Regions from separate parts of the Mus musculus genome. Here region 1 is linked to region 2. A link is a contact called in public ChIA-PET data. All regions are on one chromosome and are shown on one strand. The core of a region is the stretch at or near the end of the contact, and the rest is flanking DNA. Distances in the headings are between cores, read along the strand shown. Region 1 has its middle 200 kb from the start of Gm40416. Region 2 has its middle 11 kb from the start of Gm40416.

The links. ChIA-PET counts read pairs in DNA pulled down with a chosen protein or histone mark.
Region 1: a contact with region 2 is called in an SMC1A ChIA-PET map of the G1E-ER4 cell line, with 8 read pairs. The contact joins two enhancer-like sites.

The regions. Positions count from the first base shown.
Region 1 is chr12:46,401,137-46,408,436 of GRCm38.p6, reverse strand. No RefSeq gene overlaps it. Among named protein-coding and RNA genes, the nearest start is that of Gm40416, 200 kb to the right of the region's middle. Within about 2 kb of position 2,571, at least 11 of the 459 cell types and tissues checked have an H3K27ac peak or open chromatin away from gene starts, as enhancers often do. A contact at or near this core is called in the G1E-ER4 cell line, where this site is marked.
Region 2 is chr12:46,213,334-46,220,404 of GRCm38.p6, reverse strand. No RefSeq gene overlaps it. Among named protein-coding and RNA genes, the nearest start is that of Gm40416, 11 kb to the right of the region's middle. Within about 2 kb of position 4,499, at least 2 of the 459 cell types and tissues checked have an H3K27ac peak or open chromatin away from gene starts, as enhancers often do. A contact at or near this core is called in the G1E-ER4 cell line, where this site is marked.

The sequences.
Region 1 (7,300 bases), core at 1,322-3,821, 190 kb before region 2:
GCAGCTAGAGTCAAGAGCTCCGGGATACTGGTTAGTTCATTATGTCGTTCTGCCTATAGGGTTGCAGATCCCTTTAGCTCCTTGGGTACTTTCTCTAGCTCCTCCATTGGGAGCCCTGTGATCCATCTATTAGCTGACTGTGAGCATCCACTTCTGTGTTTGCTAGGCCCCGGCATAGTCTCACAAGAGACAGCTACATCTGGGTCCTTTCAATAAAATCTTGCTAGTGTATGCAATGGTGTCAACGTTTGGATGCTGCTTATGGGGTGGATCCCTGGATATGGCAGTCTCTACATGGACCATCCTTTCATCTCAGCTCCAAACTTTGTCTCTGTAACTCCTTCCCAGGGTGTTTTGTTCCCACTTCTAAGGAGGGGCATAGTGTCCACACTTCAGTCTTCATTTTTCTTGAGTGTCATGTGTTTAGGAAATTGTATCTTATATCTTGGGTATCCTAGGTTTTGGGCTAATATCCACTTATCAGTGAGTACATATTGTGTGAGTTCCTTTGTGAATGTGTTACCTCACTCAGGATGATGCCCTCCAGGTCCATCCATTTGGCTAGGAATTTCATAAATTCATTCTTTTTAATAGCTGAGTAGTACTCCATTGTGTAGATGTACCACATTTTCTGCATCCATTCCTCTGTTGAGGGGCATCTGGGTTCTTTCCAGCTTCTGGCTATTATAAATAAGGCTGCTATGAACATAGTGGAGCATGTGTCCTTCTTACCAGTTGGGGCATCTTCTGGATATATGCCCAGGAGAGGTATTGCTGGATCCTCCGGTAGTACTATGTCCAATTTTCTGAGGAACCGCCAGACTGATTTCCAGAGTGGTTGTACAAGTCTGCAATCCCACCAACAATGGAGGAGTGTTCCTCTTTCTCCACATCCACGCCAGCATCTGCTGTCACCTGAATTTTTGATCTTAGCCATTCTGACTGGTGTGAGGTGGAATCTCAGGGTTGTTTTGATTTGCATTTCCCTGATGATTAAGGATGTTGAACATTTTTTCAGGTGTTTCTGTGCCATTCAGTATTCCTCAGGTGAGAATTCTTTGTTCAGTTCTGAGCCCCATTTTTTAATGGGGTTATTTGATTTTCTGAAGTCCACCTTCTTGAGTTCTTTATATATGTTGGATATTAGTCCCCTATCTGATTTAGGATAGGTAAAGATCCTTTCCCAATCTGTTGGTGGTCTTTTTGTCTTATTGACGGTGTCTTTTGCCTTGCAGAAACTTTGGAGTTTCATTAGGTCCCATTTGTCAATTCTCGATCTTACAGCACAAGCCATTGCTGTTCTGTTCAGGAATTTTTCCCCTGTGCCCATATCTTCAAGGCTTTTCCCCACTTTCTCCTCTATAAGTTTCAGTGTCTCTGGTTTTATGTGAAGTTCCTTGATCCACTTAGATTTGACCTTAGTACAAGGAGATAAGTATGGATCAATTCGCATTCTTCTACATGATAACAACCAGTTGTGCCAGCACCAATTGTTGAAAATGCTGTCTTTCTTCCACTGGATGGTTTTAGCTCCCTTGTTGAAGATCAAGTGACCATAGGTGTGTGGGTTCATTTCTGGGTCTTCAATTCTATTCCATTGGTCTACTGGTCTGTCTCTATACCAGTACCATGCAGTTTTTATCACAATTGCTCTGTAGTAAAGCTTTAGATCAGGCATGGTGATTCCACCAGAGGTTCTTTTATCCTTGAGAAGACTTTTTGCTATCCTAGGTTTTTTGTTATTCCAGATGAATTTGCAAATTGCTCCTTCTAATTAGTTGAAGAATTGATTTGGAATTTTGATGGGGATTGCATCTACCTTTTCAACATAGTACTTGAAGTATTAGCCAGAGCAATTCGACAACAAAAGGAGATCAAGGGGATACAAATTGGAAAAGAGGAAGTCAAAATATCACTTTTTGCAGATGATATGATAGTATATATAAGTGACCCTAAAAATTCTACCAGAGAACTCCTAAACCTGATAAACAGCTTCGGTGAAGTAGCTGGATATAAAATAAACTCAAACAAGTCAATGGCCTTTCTCTATACAAAGAATAAACAGGCTGAGAAAGAAATTAGGGAAACAACACCCTTCTCAATAGTCACAAATAATATAAAATATCTTGGCGTGACTCTATCTAAGGAAGTGAAAGATCTATATGATAAAAACTTCAAATCTCTGAAGAAAGAAATTAAAGAAGATCTCAGAAGATGGAAAGATCTCCCATTGTTCATTATTTTAAGTCATTGGTCTGGTTCAAGATATATGGTTTCTGTGATATCACTAATATCGGATATCCTGTTATCCTGTTGTTCTGTGTCATGAACTTCCTTCAGCTTTGCAGCAGCAGGACTGGCTCTTTCACAAGTCCCAGTCATTCACAAATGATAAAGATTTGGAGGTAGGCTACCTCAGAGCCTTGAGTCTGAGCCTAAGTGGTAGTAGTAGAGTCATCTGTTCTCCCTTATCTGAACCACCAAAGTGAGTTCTCTAGCACTTCTCTGGCTAGGCCACCCAATGCAATCAGCAGGAAGATGGGTCAGCTCTCTTGCTCTTCTGCCCTCTGTGTTGACTCACTCTTATCTTAGCCTCCAGAACTAGCTCCACTGTGATGCTTAGACAAGGCCCACTATCCTAAGTGCTGCAGCCTGTGAGGGGTTGGGGCAGCTGTTCCTGCCCTGACACCCTCAGTGCTGGTGCCTTTGACATCAGGGCCAGCTCCACTGTGTTGCCCAGGCAAGGCACAGGGCCTTCTTTCCAAGTGCTACAGCCTATGAAGTACAGGGGCAGCTCACTTGGCCTCATGACCCCAGGGCCAGTTCTCCTACTGCTTCAGATAGTGAGAGGCAAGCTGGGGGGCATCACCCCCATGCCCATGCAGTCTCACTGCAGATAAATGGCTGGACCAACTTTCCCTCACTTTCACCTTCATGCCCCTTGACCAGGAAAAACATATTTCTTACACTTGGATGCTAAGCAAATTTTTATGTAACCTTAAATGTGCACAGAGGCCATCCTAGCCTCTTCCTGCTACTCATGCTTCAGTGTTGTATCATAGCTGGACACTGATTGGAAGTGATATAAACTTGCCAGGTTGTTGCTGTAGGAGACCACCCTTAGCAAGTACATGGATGAGACAGAAAAAGGTACAATTTTGGTATCAGCCATGATTTAGGTAATAGGAAAATTCAAGTGAGCATCTCCCATCCTTGTGTGTTTGTGTGTGTGTGTGTGTGTGTGTGTGTGTGTGTGTGTATACACACATTTGTGTTGCTATAGCTGAGGTTGGTAATTTATAACTAATACACCTTTATTCTGAGACCTAGCAAGTCCAAGAACAAGATCAGAATGGTAGAAGGTTTGGAGTCTGGTGTAGCATATTTTCTGCTTCCTCATGTGGAGAAAGGAATGGGATGACTAGAAAAGTGCTGTTCCAAGTCTCTCCTGTGAAACACTAACCTATTTGTGGGGCAGACTCTTTGTGTCTCAACTGATTCTTCACAGGCCCTGCATGCAAATACAATTATCGTTGATATGATGCTCTAACATGAGAACTTTGAAGGCCACCTATACCTAAAACACAGTAGTGAATATGTGACTAAAACATCACAATTTACATATGTATACTGTTGGCCAATACAGTTGCTGCATCTGTTTTGAATTAATCATTACTCCTGTCTCCATTCCCTTTTAAAATATGTGAACATTTTTCTCTTTTATCATTGCTTTGCTAGATAAAGTGATTGGGCAATGGTCTGTTCTCTATGAAAGAGACTTATCTACTGTGTGACCAGTTTTCCCACTTAGCTTTGTGTGCTTCAGTCACACCATATTATGAATCATGATCTAATGAATGCTGTGGTAACCCAGCTCCTGGAGGGATTAGCACAGATCATAGGAAATGCTCAAGTTAAGATGAGCAAAACAATTATCCCATGGCAGCGAGAAGTAAGGTTTTAGTCCAAGCTCATTTATTTTAATTGAAGAGAATTTTAAGATGATTGAAAAATACATAAAATAGAGAAAATATTAAAATACTCTAAAAAATTTAAGGAACCTTAAAGCACTGCTTATTGCATCATGATAGGTGCCATATAGCAATTTAGTAACATCATGGAGAGACTGATGTCCACCAACTTTGAGAGCAAGAAACCACATTATGAGTACAAAGGAGAATTCATTTTCAATGAGTGGCAGAGTCTTCTGTATATCTAAGTGAAGGTGATAAACATGGGAGAATAGATTGGCATGGACTATACATACACTCCACTCCTAACAATGTACTTGGTGACCAAGAGCTTTGCCTGCATCTACTGTGCACAAAATCAATATAACTGTCCTATCAATATAACTAGCAACATGTTAACAATCTAGGATGCTTGCCTACATTAGGCCTTAGATAGAGGAACAAAATCACTCCCCTTTTCATCCCCCTTTATAACATCCTATTTCTACTCAAACATATCTTGGAAACATCCCAAAACCAAAAAGAGACCGGTCAATCTGGCATAGACTACTTTTAGCTGCATGCATGCTATGGCCAAGTGTATCATCTGCATATAGTTGAGTATACAAAAATGAAGAAGTCTCTTTGGGAAAAGATATACAGTGAGCAAAGGCTAAAAGCCTGTCAATCCTAACAGAGCTTCACCTGTGCTACATTTTTAGCAACCAAGCCCTTCCTCTTGAATCCCATTTAAATAAAAAAGTCCCAAACAATAAATGGGCTCTTTGAGTACTCTTTCTCATGTGGTTCACGGTCATTTTGGACAGTGTATTGAGCCTTTTAGTGTTCTTATCTCTTTGCTTTGGAAAAAAAATATTTCTTACTACTTTATAAATTTGTGTTTATTTTAGTTCCCTGTTTCCAGTTCAAGAAACTGAAAACACCTGCCCAGAATCCAACAACTGGTTATATAAGTTTGCTAATTATAACTAAACTTCCCACTCCGACATGTTGGTTTCCAATTGCCTTTACATGCAGAGTATTCTTACAGCTTTAATCTTATGCATTCTATAAAGATACTGAAGTGTCATTTCTAAAGATCACATCTGTACTTTCCCTGAAAATGTGTCTTTGATGCCTCTAGATCTTTGTTGACATGTATTGCTTGCCTTATTTTTGTTTTTATTTTGTTGTGTTTTGTTTCCATTTCAAACAAGGATGCAAAGTCTCTTGCTGCTGGGTATTGTGGCACACACACATAATCTCAGCACCAAGAGGCTAAGGCAAGAAGATGACCAGTCCACCCAGGCTACTCAACCTGGGTTGCACAGAAAGACCTTGCTCATAAACAGCAAACAGCAAGAATTAACTTTTTGGTACTCTAGATAGATGAGTCACTTTACATTCGAAATTCCAATGATGAAGCAAGTTTCATCACGGAAGCATCTTGGCAAGGTCTCTGGCTCTGAATCTGAACTTCAGCTTCAGAACATGGCTGTTCTACATCCCTACATTAATCTCCAAAACTGTGTTCTGAATCAGCATTTTCCTGTAGGACGGAAGGTACCAATCTAGGAGATTCATCAGCTAATGGGTACAGGGCAAGTAGAATGCACTGAGCCATATCTGACATATAAATCATAAATATACTTTCTTTTTCTCAGTCACAACAATCCTAAGGAGACAATAATCTTAGTTTTCTAGGTCATGTAGGATACTATAATTCACCACATTTTTTCCTCTGTCTTCAACAACCCCCCCCCCCAACCACCACACACACACATTATACATAACCATTTGCTGAGCCCCGGCATGGGCCTGGTGGGGACAGAGTGACACAACTCTTGCCCCTGAGGCAGGGCCCCAGATGTGAACCTTCATAAGTATTGATGGTTGCTGTGGGCATAAGGCTTGTGAACCTGTGACAGCATGAGTCCAGGAGGCAAAGGTGTGGCTAATGTCTCAGAAAATGTTAAATTTTGTGACCTTCAGAACAGCCTTTAAGGCTATGGAAAAGAGCTCTAGATACATGAGTTTGAAAATATAAAATTTCTCAATTATGCAAAATATAAGGATGCACTATGAATTCTGAGGGGCTTCGTGAATCTGAAGAAACACTATGAGCCAGCTTGTCACAAAGGTATAAAGCCAGGCAGATCACTGTGTTCAAGGTCAGCCTAGAACAGAGTGAGGTTAGGCCCAGGTGTGGAAGAAATTGTCATTTCAGGGCAGGGTCCCACCCAACTAGTTTATGGTTTATGCATAGCAAAGGTAAACAGATCTCTCAATTCTTTTGCACGTTAAGAAAAATGTATGCTTGCTGACTTTTAATAATTTGAGTAAATGAGTGGATTGATATGTAAAATAAAAGACTGGACCTGTGTTCTGCTGGAGATGAGCTATCCAGAGAATTTGTCAGGGTAAAAAGAGAGAACTGCTGTGAGAACACACACACACACAAACACACAGGCACACACATACACACACAAACACACAGGCACACAGACACAGGGACAGACAGAGACAGAGAGATATAGAGATAGAGACAGATACACAGACAGACAGACAGGCAGATACACACACAGACAGACACACACAGAGACAGACAGATGCACACACACACACAAACACACAGGCACACAAACACACACACATGCAGAGACAGAGACAGAGAGATAGAGACAGATACACAGACAGATACACGCACAGAGACAGATAGATACACACACAGAGACAGACAGATACACACACACACACACACACACACACACACACACACACTCAAAGAAGCAGGGCATGAACAGAGAGAGATCTCTTAGAATAGTAAGCACGCAGAACTTAGGCAGAGAAATCTCCAGAGAGAAAGCAGAACATAGAGAGAAGCAGACTGGAAAAGCTGTATCAAGCAGAACACAGGTTGTCAGCCTGGATCCACAGTTTGACTTTGAGTCATTCTTTTCATGGCTCCCAGACACCCCTTCTCTCAGAACCCCTCTTCATGCTGAGACTTGACGATTATTTAACATCTTAAACATAACATATATTTATATTACAGGACACCAGATAATTTCATAGCACTTCCATTGCTTTGGGTATTATAACTTAGAGGTGATTAAAAGTATATGTTCACAGGGTGTAATTAGATACAGTATTTTGTGTAAGTCATTTGAGTATCTGGACTTAACCTTTTGGGATACTCAAGGTTCATTGACTTGCTGATAGAGCTGCAAACAGTGTCTACCCCTAGTGCTAAGATTTCAACCACAAGCAAAGGTGTGATTCCACCAAAGTTCACTCAGAGGAAACAATGAATCTAATAGGCTTACTTCCAGAGCAGTGGGTGAGGGGTT
Region 2 (7,071 bases), core at 3,250-5,749:
TCAACATGGACCAGACCTAGGCCTGTGTTCATATCTTTATGGGCAGAATCCATTCATAGGCTCTTCTTATTTGAAGCCATACTAAGCAACACATTAAGGCCTATGGATAAATTCAGCATAGAGTTTAGATTCTCTAAGAGACTGATTTCTCTTTTAATCCACACCATCAGTTTTTGAAGATCAAAAATTTATATTTCTCAAGGCAAAATTGGGCCCATATTTTTGACTCCTTCTATACTCTTTTATTTCTTTTTTTTTGGGGGGGGGGGTTGAGACAGAGTTTCTCTGTGTAACCCTGGATGTCCTAGAACTCACTCTGTAGACCAGGCAGGCCTCGAACTCAGAAATCCAACTGCCTCTGCCTTCCAAGTGCTGGGATTAAAGGCATGTGCCACCACTGCCTGGCTTCCTTCTGTACTCTTAACTACTATGTTAAATTGCCTCCTTAACCTTTGCAAATCTCTATGTAAGATTATTTACCCTAAAAACTAAAATGTAAGTATATATAGTCTGTTATACCTCCAGGTATTGGGAAACTGTGGCCATGACAGAACCTGTCTTCTCACTGTTCCACAGATGAGATGTCCAGCAACCTTTTTTTTTTTTTTAAATTAGGTATTTTCCTCGTTTACACTTTCAATGCTATCCCAAAGGTCCTCCAAACCCACCCCCTCCAATCCCCTACCCACCCAGTGCCCCTTTTTGGCCCTGGTGTTCCCCTGTACTGGGGCATATAAAGTTTGCAAGTCCAATGGGCCTCTCTTTCCAGTGATGGCCGACTAGGCCATCTTTTGATACATATGCAGCTAAAGACAAGAGCTCCTGGGTACTGGTTAGTTCATAATGTTGATCCACCTATAGGGTTGCAGATCCCTTTAGCTCCTTGGGTAATTTCTCTAGCTCCTCAGCAACCTTTTAATAGCTATGTCCTCTGTGCATATATTCCATCTCTTCTTGTCATCTCCAGAATTTCTCCTCTGTTTGCCTTGTACTTCTTTGTAGTTGTTGCTGTTAATTTTTAGTTGGTTGGCTTATTAGTTTGTTTGTTTTCATCAATTAGACACAAGCTAGGTAATTTTGGTATAAAAAAATAAAATAAAATTCAATTGAAAAAGTACATCCATCAGATTGATCTGTAGTCAGGCCTGTGGGCATTTTTTGGATTAGTTGATATGAGAGGGTCCATCTCATTGTAGATTGTTCTGAGTTGTGTAAGAAGGAAGGCTGAGGAAGCTATGAGAAGAAAGCAAGTAAGCAGTACACTTCCATGACCTCTTCTTCAGTTCCTGCTTCCTGCCCTCACTTCCCCAATGATAGATTGTGGCCTGAGATCTTTTAGCTGAAATAAACCCTTTCTTGTCCAAGTTGCTTAGGTCATAATATTTTATACTGCAATAAAGCCATAACTAAGACAGAATTATGTCACAGCATCTTTCATCTCATCATACATATTATCATTTATTTTGATGACAAATATATTGCTCAATTCCATACATCCATTGCTTCATTGCTATACTCTCTGTAGCAAAACTTCTGTATTTTGTAACAAAGTATCTTTATTGATTTATACTCATCATTTCCAATTCTCCTCCTCCGGTTCCTCTGGAATTCCTTCTAATAACATTCTTTCACCCTTACAACACAACGGATCTTGACACTGAGAAAGCCACCTTGGCTACAAATATTTCTTTTCCCTTAGCCATACAAGGTCGGAAAGCAGGCTGAAAGTCTGACATCTCTACCTTCATTTCAGATATGTTCAATGACACAGGCAGCAAGGCAACTTACTGTCATTAACCATTCCCCTGAGGAACCTTAAATTCCAGGAAGAGCTGAATACCATTCAGATGAGGATAATTTCTGAGACTAAGGATGTCTCCCAATTGTCTCAGTGATCAACAATTTATCAAATTACCACACAATTTTACAGGACATAGCCTAGAACCCAGACGATTCACAGGACTGATAATAGGCACACCCTATCTGATATTTAAAACTAAAGCTCATTTGAGTGACCAGAAGATGGACCTGGGATCCCTAGATCCTTTTATGTGTTCTTCTTCCCAATATAGCTACAATGAATACATCGTCTTTTCTTTTTTTCCTTATTACTTCTCTCTTTAATTGGCATATTGGGGATCATTGGCCAAGCCTTGCTTGTTTGTTCCAATGAAGCTTGAGCATTTTCCTTAAGAAAGCTCCAGCTACAATCTTGGTAAGTTTACTAAGAGCATTCTTTATCTTGCAATATCTCTCAGTACTACAGGTTCTTTTCTGATAGAATTTTCTTCATTTTAAATTAATCTCCAAGATATGGATTAGCTTTGGCTTTCTTTCTATTTTTGTGGACTTCCCTTATGTCCTCTTGCTTTCCTCTTTATCTCTCTGGCCTTTAGCTAGATTTTTTATTATTATTATTAGATATTTTCTTTAGTTACGTTTCAAGTGTTATCTCTTTTCCTGGTTTCTCCTCTGAAAATACCTTGTCCCTTCTACCCTCCCCTTGCTCAATAATCTCCCCATTCCCTCTTCCTGGCCCTGGCATTCCCTTATAATTGGGCATAGAACTTTCACAGGATCAAGGGCCTCTCCTTCCATTGATGACCAAAATTTCTTAAGAGCTAAGCTCTGAAAAGCTTTCCTTTTTTCACTTTATATTTGCTTCTATGATGAAATCATCTAGTCTGATGGCTTCAAAGACCACCTCCAATTTGATATTTCCAGATGTCTTATATGTATGGTTTATTCAGTGTTTTTCCTTGGGCTTTAAAAAGTTGCAAATCAAAATTATTGTTCCTCCATCATAACAATCCTGGTTCAAGTTGCCACATCTCCCTTTTGGATTTTCACAGTGTTTTCCTGAATAACTCCTTTGCTTCTTCTCTTGAATATTCTCTAGTATATAAGGCCAAACTGCATCACCACATGGACTGATTAGCCTTTTTCCATTCTTACTTGAAATAAATCCATTGTTCTCATATGGTCTATGAGGCCATTCAAGATCTGAGACTATTGGATTTATCTAATTTTTATGTTCAGTATCTGTGAGCCATTTCCCTAGTCTTAGGTCTCTTAGAAATTTCTCTTCTCTCTTTATAATATCCCTTCTACAACTATTCTAAGGAAATTATCATGTAAATAAAATATTTAATAACAGTTTTAAATGGTAGCTTAATAATATGTTTCTTAAATTTAAAACAAACAAACAAACAAACAAACAAACAACAGGGAAGGGAAGGTTGTAACACTCGGGACCTTGGATGAATGAACAGGAAGGATAACAGAAGGAAGAAAAAGCTGTGCTTCCTGAGTGCCTGGCAGGAACTTTTGTCACATGGTAGTAGGCAGCCACATGGCATGGAGAGATCACCAGAGAAAGAGGAATAAAGACCAAAGGACCAGGAAAAAACACACTTAAGTCTCTGCTCACATCAAAATGAAAGCAAGAGGGGAAAAACAAATAAGTAAACAATAAGGAAAATTGGCACGGTTCAGAAAATGAGTAATCCCAGCCAGCCAGACATCATGATGACTAGGCTCCTAGTGACTGATGGATGGCATGGATTCTGGGAAGGAAAAAAAATGTAGTATCTCTTTTAAGGAAAAGATATTTCACCTATTTCTTTAGTATGACTGTTCTAGTTTCCTTCTATTGGAGTGGTAAAACAAACAAACAAAAACAAAACAAACAAACAAACAAACAACAACAACAACAACAAAACTGACCAAAGCACCTTTGGGGGTAAAGGGTATATTTTAGTTTACACATTATGAAGTGAAATCAGGGGAGGAAATAATGCACAGGCTGGGGGGGAATGGTGCCTCCAGCTTGTTCCTCTTGCTTTCTTATACCACCAAGACTTTCCTGTATTGGCATGTACTCTAGGCAACAGTCAGTTATGCCTGACTCACTATAAAAGGGGATGCTTGCCCCCTCCTTTCTATCTTGATCTTGCTCCCACTTATTTTCCTCTCTCACCCCATTCCCCTCCCCCCTCCCTCCTTTTGCTCCTTGAACTCAACTCCTCACCCTCTGAATAAACTTTATTATATACCATATAAGCACTGAGGAAGTATATCCTTCTATGCTCATTTAAATATTTTTCTACTAAGGTACCCCCCTTTGATTCCAAAGAGTCTCTTACCTCCCAGGTCTATAGTGCATTCTGGAGGGTGCCCCCAACCTCCTATTTCCTGAGGTTGCCTGTTTCTATTCTTTCTGCTGATCCTCAGGGCTTCCTTCACCCAATACCAGATCAGGTTTCCCTCTCCCCCCTCTCTATTTCCCCCAACCACTTTCCCTCCCAGGTCCCTTCCTGCCTCCCCACTTATGATTGCTTTCTTCCCTCTCCCAAGTGGGACTGAGGTGTCCTCACTTGGGTACTCAAGTTCTTGGGTACTTGAGTTCTGTGGACTGTATTTTGGGTATTCTCTACTTTTATTTTATTTTATTACTTTTTTTTTTTTTTGGTTAATGTCCACTTATTAGTGAGTACCATGCACACCTTTTGCCCGATCGTAGGGACACAGGACATATAGAACCCACCTCCAGCAGGAAGACAGGGCATCAAATAAGGAATTGGGTTGCCATCTCTCACCCTTAGTTGTTCTTGTCTGAAAAAATTCCAGGTATGGAAATAGAGAGGAGGCTGAGGAAAAGAACATCCAGTGACAGGCCCAAAGTGAGATCAAGCTCAAAAGGAGGTCCCAAGGCCTGACAATATTACTGAGGCTATGGAATGCTCACAAAAAGGGACCTATCATTACTGCCCTCTGAATGATCTAACAAGCAGCTGAAAGAATCAGATGCAGATATTTGCACCCAACCAATGGACAGAAGCAGTTACCCCCGTGGTTGAATTAGGGAAAGCTGAAAGAAGTTGATAAGAAGGGCAATCTTGTAGAAGGACCAGCAGTCTCAATTAATCTGGATCCCTGAGATCTCTCAGACACTGGACCACCAAACAGACAGCATACATCAACTGATATGAGGCCCCCAACACAAATAAAGTAGAAAACTTCTGGATCTGTGTTCATTCAGAGATAATGCATCTAACCCTCAAGGGACTGGAGGCCCCAGGGAGTTTAGAGGTCAGGTGGAGACAGGGGTGGGGTGGGGAGGAGGTGTGAGAAGTAGAACAGTCAGAAGGTGGATGGGGGGGGCCCAGAAATGGGGTATGGAATGTAAAAAATAAAGTAATTTAAAATTTTTTCTACTCATTTCAGTATTTATCTCATTTACAGTTTAACTGCCAGGGCGACTTTAATGTGCTACTTTTGGATAATTAAAAAAAAAAAAAGCTCTACAAGGATCTGAGATGCAGTACTTATAAGAATCTGAGATACAGTCCTTCCGTTCTGTCTTATGACAGCATCTTAATTCACTGGAAAGAAGCCGGTAAAATAAAGTCTTGCAGAATTAGGAAAAGAGTGATCCTTGATCTGGTGCCGCTCCTGAGATGCAACATTGCTTCATTCAACTTCTAGAGGGAAGCCCTGATATTTTGTGTTGTTATTTCTGCCATCTTCCCCTATATCTGAGGATCCAAAAGTCTTGTCGTTCTTATTGTCTTGGTAAGGATCATAACTGACTGAAACATCCCCATGCTTTTGTAGACACTCAAACACTTCTATATTTTATTTGAAAAAAATATATTTATATGTATGTGTGTAAATCTTGTCAATATAAGTCATGCATGTGAGACCAGAAGAGACAGTTGGAGTTACAACAGATATCTGAGTCAACAGATATAGGTGTGGATAATTCAACTCAGGTCCTCCAAAAGTTCAGAGAGAGCTATTAAATGCTAAATTATCTCTGTAAATCCCCTCTGCATCTCTTGGCCTTGATACCTTGGACCTCCTACCACATGATTGATTGCCTTACAGATATTTTTTACAACAACAATAATAAACACATATGTGGTTATTTAGCTTCCACCTTAACAGGAATTGACCTAGAAGTCACATGTGACACATGTCCACTCTGAATGACAGTTCCTAGAGAGAGCAGCACAGTCCACTAAAGCTTGTGCAAGGCCAGGCTAGTTAGCTGATTACAACTTGAATGACTGAGGAGAGATTTGAATGCTGCAAGTACAGAAACAAATATTCTTGGGCTATTTTAAGCACTCTTGATATCCCTTTCTCTACATAAATGAACATATTAGTGACCATTAGGTTAATCCTTTGAAATATCCAGACACCTAGTTTGAACCAACCACAAAAGCTAACAATGCCATCCAATCCAATAGCATCTGAAGCCAATAAGAGACTTTCCTTCTCTGCTGTAACATGTCTACTTACCAATGTATTGCAATGTATTGCAAAAGTGCCTTAATTTCTTTCTTTACTCTTTGTTCAAAACCCCAAATGAATAGTTACCATTTTGGGACATGGGATTTTCAGTGACCTAACTCTATATTCCCTGGCTATGGTCATATTTGGCCAGAAAAAGAAAAAAAAAATCTGTTTTGAGGAATAAGTCATGCTTTTGCCTTGAGAGTTTAGACTAGATTAGCTCTAGTCTTATCTTCTCTCTTCTTTTCTGAAGATGTTGCAGACCTCACACACATAGCAGTCACATTCCTACATCCCTAAGAAGGAGAACAGAAATGTCTCTTTTTTTCTCATAGAAAATCTGCATAAGGAGAGATCATATGTCTAATTATTCTTCTTTCTCTCTATATATCCATTTTTTTCTCCATAACCAATGGTCTAGGAAAAAAATGATCCCCTCTTTCATTTTCTCTTTGTTCTATGTATGTCCTTAGCAGTGTTATTGAAATGGACACTTCATGATAGACATGGACTGTTCAAAGGAACTATTTGCCCAATAGTAGTATAGCTGTGCTTTAAAACTAAAAGAAAACAAGAAAAAAAATAACCATACAAATAAACAAAGCCAGAAACCAAATCAAAGCAGAATAGCAGGCATCTCAATAACTACACAACACAAATATTACATTTTTTTTTCTTTTTGGAAATAGTTCAAGTTCAATAGAAGTTTGGTTCCTTATTTAAGATTCAGAGATGAGCTAAAATTTCAGAGGAAAATGAGCCCGTCTGTCA